Regions from separate parts of the Mus musculus genome. Here region 2 is linked to region 1. The links are chromatin contacts, called in public Hi-C maps. All regions are on one chromosome and are shown on one strand. The core of a region is the stretch at or near the end of the contact, and the rest is flanking DNA. Distances in the headings are between cores, read along the strand shown. Region 1 holds the start of Nmi (N-myc (and STAT) interactor). Region 2 has its middle 31 kb from the start of Tnfaip6.

Region 1 (3,911 bases), core at 108-2,607:
ATTTACATTTCCAATGCTATCCCAAAAGTCCCCCATACCCACCCCCCCCCACTCCCCTACCCACCCACTCCCCCCTCCTGGCCCTGGCGTTCCCCTGTACTGGGGCATATAAAGTTTGCAAGTCCAATGGGCCTCTCTTTCCAGTGATGGCCGACTAGGCCATCCTTTGATACATATGCAGCTAGAGACAAGAGCTCCGGGGTACTGCTTAGTTCATATTGTTGTTCCACCTATAGGGTTGTAGTTCCCTTTAGTTCCTTGGGTGCTTTCTCTAGTTCCTCCATTGGGGGCCCTGTGATCCATTCAATAGCTGACTGTGAGCATCCACTTCTGTGTTTGCTAGGCCCCCACTTGTTTCTTTTTTAAAATAAGTAATTTGTTTATTCACTTTATATCCCAACATCAACTCTTCCTCTCCTCCCAGTCCCACCCTCTCACATCTTCTCAGCCCTTCCCCATCTCCTTTCCGAAGGGGAAACCCACCCCTGTGTATTACGTCCGGATAGCCCCATTCCTTATCCAGTGCACCACTCACTGAGTGTTTGTTCTTTCTAATTGGGCTGACAACTCAAAAGAAACCCTTAACCTGTTTTAAAAGACAGGGTCTTACTATGTGGCTCTGGTGTCACTGAAAAGTAGGTCCTATCACTGCCTTCACCACCCCCACCCCCCTCCCCGTGTCCACATCCTACCCAGACAAGGTCTCTCTGTGTAGCCTTAGCTGTTCTGGAACTCTGGCCTTCAACCTTCAACTCACAGAGATCCTGCTACCAACTAGGGGCCCCATCACTTTTTTTTTTTTTTTTTTTTAAGACAGGGTTTCTCTGCATAGCCCTGGCTGTCCTGGAACTCACTCTTAAGACCAGGCTGGCCTCGAACTCAGAAATTCACCTGACTCTGCCTCCCAAGTGCTGAGATTAAAGGCGTGCGCCACCACTGCCCGGCTCCATCACTGTTCTTGATGGAAAGAATTTTGCTTCTGCCAAGTGCATCATTTTATTCCGAGCCGTTAGTTAGTATGCACAGATATAGAGCGCCACCATGTAGAAGGGAGGCCCTGATAGCTCTTTGCTGTCTTCCACAGCTCTGTGCTCATGTGCTGCCTAGCTGTGGAGTAACCAGTTCTTGATGTAGGATTAGGGAACACTGCCGTTCTTGACGGAAGCCAGCTATTTTTCTAGCAAAGGAAAAGTTCACATCTAGCGATGTGTTTGTTTACAAAATCTTCACAACAAAAACAAAGCTTAGAAGAAAACTTTCAAGGGTCATAAAATCCAACCCAGGAAGCAGCTTTCTCAGCTTCCTGGTTTATCTTGTGCTTGTGTCAAACTTTATAACCGTCTAAAAAGTTACAGAGAGAGGATTTGCATAGAGAGCTCTGGTTTCCATCCAGCTTTTCAACAGCGTGTTCCGCATAATGCACATAAATAAGCTTTTCTAAGCAGGTCTCGGAGTTACTGCCAATAATAAGAGACAGCAGCAATGGCGCCCTGGACGAAGTCCTCAGGGCATGGAGCAGAAGCATCCTGTTTCTAATAACCGAAAGTGAAAGTAAGGCCTGGGACTGAGCGCTGCTCGTCGCTGAAGCCAGGTTAGTGTTTTCGAGGTAGAGTTCAGTTCTAAGGCACCGGCTTCCGGGAGCTGCGCAGCGAGCGGGTGAGTGCTTGATCCATCCTCGGTCCGCCGCGTCCCTGCGGTCCCACCACCCGCGCTCAGGGATGCTCCACCCGGCGCGCGGTGGGCGGCGGCTTCCAGCGCCGCGACTCGGGGTCTGGGTCCCCAGTGCGCTGCCTGGAGACTCGCCCGCTCCAGGCGCTCCGGCCATGGGTTGCTTCCCTTCCTGGGAAAAGGAAACTTACAGTCATTGGGACTGGCTCCAGAAGGTTCTTAGAAAAATGGATTTCTCAGGAAGACTATTATTTGTATTTCTTTGGCAGGTGCTGAGTTCTGTAGTCCTGCCTCACTTTTTCAGAATATGTAAGTTGTTGTTGTTGTTGTTGTTGTTGTTGTTGTTGTTGTTGTTGTTGTTGTTTTTGGAAGGAGATGTTGAAAGGAGAATATTCAATGTAAGTTCTAGCGGGCACTGGTTTGGGTTAAGAGGACTCCTGCTCCAAAGGCACCCGAGCTACCTTGTGTGCCCCGAAGGAAACTTCCTGTGTCCTGTCCAGCCAGGAGAGAGGGAAAGCAGCAGGTTCCACTGGGCCAGAGAATGAAATCACCTCTCCTTTACTCCCCACAAAAAGCTCTTGAACATTCACCAATCAGTTATTCTGTTCCGGTCTCCCCGGCCCTGACTTGCAGAGAACTTAACTGTGAACCAATCAGTTCAGTTTCTGCATTTTCAGCTTTCTTCTCTGCCTATAAAGCAAACTTCTGCATAGCAGTGAAAACATTTGAGGCAACTGCTTTCTATTTACATTGTGCTGGCTTTGAACTCTTGATCCTCCTGTTACAGACCTGTGCCACTACACTCAGACAGACCACTTACTCGATTTATTCAATCAAGTGTGCCCTGATTGTAAAAGAAATTCAATTAGGATCTTTTAATTGTTAACATTGTATCCATCTTTTGACTTGTTTCTGGTCTATACAACATGGATACATTATAATTTCTTCCTTCCTTCCTTTCTTTTAATTTAATGTATATGAGTACTCTGTAGCTCTCTTCAGACACACCAGAAGAGGGTATCGGATCCCATTACAGGTGGTTGTGAACCACCATGTGGTTGCTGGGAATTGAACTCAGGACCTCTGGAAGAGCAGTCAGTGCTCTTAACCGCCGAGTCATCTCTCCAGCCCATTTTCTTCCTTCTTTATGCTGCCAGGAACTCTGTGTACCCGCCCCCCGCACCCCCCCCCCGATATAAGTATCCCTAGGAAAATGAGATGATTTTTTTTTAAGTTTACTGCCATAATAAATTACATGGCCTTGGTGGCTTATGCATACATGTGTGTGCATGTACACACTTTTCAATTTAAAAATACTTACTTTTAGTACTATTTTAAAATTAGATTGTGTGTGCCCGTGTGTGCCTGTGTGTGCCTGTGTGTATCCGTGTGTGCCCGTGTGTGTCTGTGTGTGTCTGTGTGTCAGTTGTAGGCATCTGCGGCTCTCCCTGGATAAAGTAAAAGGGCTAGCAGAGCTGTCTTCTGTTCTGGGAGCTCTCTCGGGATGAACTCATTCCGTCTCCATTTCCAAAGTTAGGACCAGCATTGCTTCTCTGATCATGTTTCTGTGTTCAGTCTAACTCTGGTGTTATCCCCTTCTTACTCTAGAGGGCCTTCTGGATCATGTTAAGTTTTCACACACAATGCAGGATGATCTGCATATTGTGTGTGTGTGTGTGTGTGTGTGTGTGCACTCGCGCAGGCTAGCACGTGCATATGTGTACATACCTGAGCATGCACCTGTGGAGGCCAGAGGTGGAAGGCTGGATATTGTCTTCTCTTTTGCTCCACCTTAATTTCTGAGTCAGGCTCTCTCAATGGACCTGGACTTTGGCTAGACTGAGAGTGACTTTCAGGACACCTTCGAACCTTGCCCAGGATGGGAAGTACCAGTGCTTACCCAGCAAGCTCTTTACCCTGGAGCCATCTCTCCAGGTTCCACCTCTGTATTTTACAATCAGCATCCTGAATTCAGTTTGCAGCCTTAAATCTTCTCTGCAGTGTAATCTAATGTTTTCACAAGTTCTTGGGACTAGAACATGGATGTCTTTGAAGGTGTCATTTTTCTGCTTACTATAAGATTGCTTGAAAGGGAAGAATTACCACATATTCCACACAGTGTGAAAGGGAAAATATTTAGATGAGAAATATGATGAACACATTCTGGGGGCGCTATGTAATAGACCACTTACAGCAAGAGATTTTAAGAATATTGGTGTTTTGGGCTGGAGAGATGGCACAGA
Region 2 (4,186 bases), core at 1,510-4,009, 33 kb before region 1:
ATAGAGAGATCAACTGATTTGTTTTTCCTGATTCTGTGTTCTGCCACTTTACTGAAAGTGTTGGCCATTTCTTCATGGGAACTCTTCCATATAATGTCATATCATCTGCAACTAGGGATCTTTTCATTTCTTCTTTTCATATCCCTTAAATGTCCTTCTCTTGTCCACATGCTCCATGCTCCAGCTAGTGTTTTGAGCAGTGTATCGAGAAGCAGTGGTATTGGTGGACAACATTGTCTCATTCCTGATATTAGTAGGATTGTGTTATGATCTTTCCATTTAGGTGATGTCGGTTGTGGGCTTATCTTACATAGCTTTTACTTTGTTGAAGGATGTTCCCCATTCCTTCTCTCTCTAGGACTTTTATCAAGAAGATGTGTTGAACCTTGCCAAAGGCCTTTTCTATATCTACTGAGATGATAATGTGATTGTTGTCTTTAAATCCATCTATATGGCTATATTTGTTGATGTGTATGAACCATCTCTTGGTCATGACAGATGGTACTTTAGATGTTTGCCTGCATGCAGTTTGCAAGTATTTATTTGAGAATATTTGCATCTGCATTCAATAGGGACATTGATCATCTTCTTTTGTTGTGCTTTTACCTAGTCTTGGCAGGAGAGTGCTTTGTATCAGTAGATTGGTTTCATCAAAGGAGTTTGGGGGTATTCTCTATATCTATCTATCTATCTATCTATCTATCTATCTATCTATCTATCTATCTATCTATCTATCTATCTATGCTGTGAATGTGTCTGGCCTGAGACTTTTCTCTTCAGAAGATTTTTATTACTGCTTCAGTAGTATTGATTATGGGTCTCTTTAGGTCGTTGACCTCTTCCTGTTTTAACATTGATGGTTCAGATGAATCTAGAAACCCATGTATTTCTTTTAGATTGGTTCTTTAAGAAATGTGTTCAGGGCTGGAGAGATGGCTAAGGGGTTAAGAGTACTGACTGCTCTTCCAAAGGTCCTGAGTTCAATTCCCAGCAACCACATGGTGGCTCACAACCATCTGTAATGGGAATCTGATGCCCTCTTCTAGTGTGTGTTTGAAGACAGCTGCAGTTTACTCTTATAAAGATAAATAAATCTTAAAAAAAAAAGAGGAAGTGTGTCGAATGTACTTTGATCATATTCACCTCTCCTCCAGGTCTAACCAGATCCACCCCTTTTCCCACCTACCCAAGTTCCCATCACCCGGTCCACATGCTCCTGCATGCATGGGCTTGCGCTGGACCATGGCCATATTCCCTTACGATGTTCTGAATTTCTCTGTTCTCATACTGTTTCCGAGCTCATCTCTGATTTTGTTTATTTAGGTCTCCTCTTTCTCGTGGCTAGTTGGTCCCGAGGGCCTGTCCATCCTGCTTTTCCCACCTAGGAATCAGTTTTCTTTGTTGAAGCTGGCAGCAGCTGGGGATGGGCATCCTTGCTTCCTGCTGCCTCTACTGCATTCTGGGAAATAGTTTCAGTGCTGTTTTTTTGGTAATCTTCCTTTCTATTTACAAAATATCAAGAGATAAGTTGATCAGAGATATCACGTGGATCTATGAGCTGTTGACTCCTCAACGTTAACTCGTAAGCGTCTTCATTGTCTCAGACTAGCCATGGAGATAACGTTTTGCTTTCTTAGCTCCTAAGGTGGTTTGCCATCCATGCCTACTTTCTAGCTTCCAAAAACTTCATTTTAGATCTTTAAAAATATAAGCAGTTTGTGACATGTTAGTGGATTTTGGGGGGAGGAATATGTTTGTAAAACTCACAGCCTTCACCTGTTTGCAGCGAAAGTTAACCTCCCAAGTGCTGCACCAGGCGCCCCGCATCAGCCCCGCTTTCTCTGTGCTTTAGAGCATCTTCATCTCCAGCATTTGGCTCTTGGTTGCTAACAAAACAAGATCATTTGATAACTTGAGACTCAGAAGATACAGGATTCTTAGAAAGAAATAAGTAATCTTATGTAAAAAGCAAGGCTGACTTAAAAACTGTGCCTGGTCTTCCTACAGCCCCTCCAATAAGTCAATATTGATACTATATCTCCATTGAGACATGGGCTTTGCCCTTGACCACTGCCTCCATGCAGGCCGCCATTTTGTTTCACTACTCTCAACCTCTTGAAGAATCTCTCAAATACAGGCTCTTAATGTCTCAGAGTCTGCGGACAGCCAGCCTGGGGGCACATCATCTATTTGACACTTTCTTCCACACTTTGCCCTGCACAAGACGGAAGTTTGAGAAAACAGATAGAGCTTAAGTTTATCACAGAGACAGAGTCCCTGTTGTACAGGTGAGCCACCATTGCCTGGATGGCTTGGCTATTGTGCGACCTGAGCTTCCCTGAGATTTCCCATTTTTCAAGCCTGTCTGTCCATCTGGTTTCATGGACTCACTCAGCTCTGCCAACCTTCTAATGACTTGCCCTTAGGGTCAGTGATATGGCTTAGTAGGTAAAGGTATTTGCCACCAAGCCCAGCAACCTGGATCCCATGTGGTGGAAGGAGAGAAACAATCCCTAATGCTATGGGTAGCCTTTGCCTTTTAGACAAAGGCTCAGACAGCTTGCCATGCATCCTAGAAAGGCAGTGTGCAAGTGCCACAGGAGGCCGGAGCCTGGGATGGGAAAAAGAGGTCCAACAAGTCTTTAAAAAATAAACCTAAAACAATAAGGAAACAATAGCAGCCTTTACCATCCGTCCTGCTCACAATGTGCGAGCAGGGCAAGGCCCTCTGCCTCTGAAGCTCATGTTTGTCTTACCAGGGCCAAAGGCAATGACTCACTAACAAGATCCAGATTTCCCTTGGTCTAACATGCCAAGACCATTGTTTAGTAATATCTGAGAGCAATCCCTAAAAAATGATACAATCTAAAGTGTCCAATAAAATAACCACAAAGTGAAAATTTCAGACTAACAACTTTTATACCATTCCTGTAGAGATTCAGCTAAACAAAATAATTAGTTTTACAGTCTAACAGTGTGACCTGAAGTTCCTATAAAAAGGAAAAGAACAAAAGCCACACTTTTGTTAAAGATCCTACAGGCTGATAACTGTTAAGACATTTGTAATTGTAGCGTTGGAATGTTGCAGATTCAGATCCCAAATCTTTAGTCCCTTTAATGGCTTCTAACATCACTTCTAACATCCTGTGATTATCAGGTTAACCCTTTGGAATGTTTTAACAAGCCATTAGTTTCCATGAACCCAAAAGCTAAGGCTGTCATTACATAGTCTGAAATCTGTAGCGGAGATGTCTCCATTCTGTTGTAAGCTGCCTACCTCCCGCGCCCTTGCAATACATTTGCAGAGTGTGTTCGTTTGTGACTTTCTTTTATCCTGTAATTATAAAAACTTCATAAAAACGATTTCCACACTAGAACATGCTATTTGGAGCAAACTGAATCTGTATTCCCGGTGGGGAGCTGTGGTCACACATATTTGGCTCAAGAATAAACTCCTGCTCCCTTTGAAGTAAGAGCTGTGTTTTATATGGACAACAATAAGAGTTCTCTACAGGTTGGCAGCAATTTAATCTAACGCACAAAGACACCCACCATGTGCAAGGGTACATGACCGCAGTATCTTGCATTTCATAAGTACCAGGGCTTGGGCATGCCCCAGTGGGCCAAGCACTTGCTTTTCCTGTGCAAGTGTGAAGATTTGAGGCCAGATTCCCAGAACCCACAGAAAAGCCAGGCAGAGGTGGTACCTGCCTGCAACCCTGACTCTTGGGAAGCAGAGACAGGGAATGTGCAGCACTGATTGGAATGGGTGAACTCTAGTTTCAATGAAAGACTCTGCCTCTGTAGAGTCAATGGAGCTCACACATAGGAACTTGAATACACACACACACACACACACACACACACACACAAACACACACACACACACACATAGCTCTCTCCCTCTCCCTCTCCCCCTCTACACTTTATATTTTAATATGCTTAACTAGCTCAGTGGCAGGGCACTTCCAAACCTCCCTGTGGCTAGCACACACTCCCCTCCAGTATTCTTGAGTTAATACTTGCTAAATCTATATTTTATCAGACCTAATTGGGGGAGTGGCCCCTGGGGCCACTTTCCCAGATTCTTACATGTTGGCCGGCCTAAGTCTGATCTTTCTGCTTCCTTATCGTGACGATCCTCTCCTTCCTCTTCCCTTCATCTCCTGTCTGGGAAATCTAAAAG

What was found. A called contact is a pair of places that touch in the nucleus more often than the background predicts.
Region 2: a Hi-C map of uterus shows a contact between it and region 1. The contact joins the enhancer-like site here to the promoter of Nmi in region 1. A contact is called at or near these places in 2 of 39 promoter capture datasets (embryonic stem cells and macrophages), 1 of 15 datasets of contacts at CTCF or cohesin (the NIH/3T3 cell line), 1 of 484 Hi-C or Micro-C datasets (uterus), 4 of 115 datasets of contacts at active chromatin or transcription factors (CD8 T cells, the SCID.adh cell line, bone marrow-derived macrophages and 1 more) and 1 of 9 other capture datasets (adipose tissue).

The regions. Positions count from the first base shown.
Region 1 is chr2:51,970,654-51,974,564 of GRCm38.p6, reverse strand. Nmi (N-myc (and STAT) interactor) reads left to right here and starts at 1,357. Exons shown (of 9, transcript NM_001141949.1): 1 at 1,357-1,656; 2 at 1,938-1,977.
Region 2 is chr2:52,005,189-52,009,374 of GRCm38.p6, reverse strand. No RefSeq gene overlaps it. Among named protein-coding and RNA genes, the nearest start is that of Tnfaip6, 31 kb to the left of the region's middle. Within about 2 kb of position 2,759, at least 40 of the 459 cell types and tissues checked have an H3K27ac peak or open chromatin away from gene starts, as enhancers often do. A contact at or near this core is called in the NIH/3T3 cell line and uterus, where this site is marked.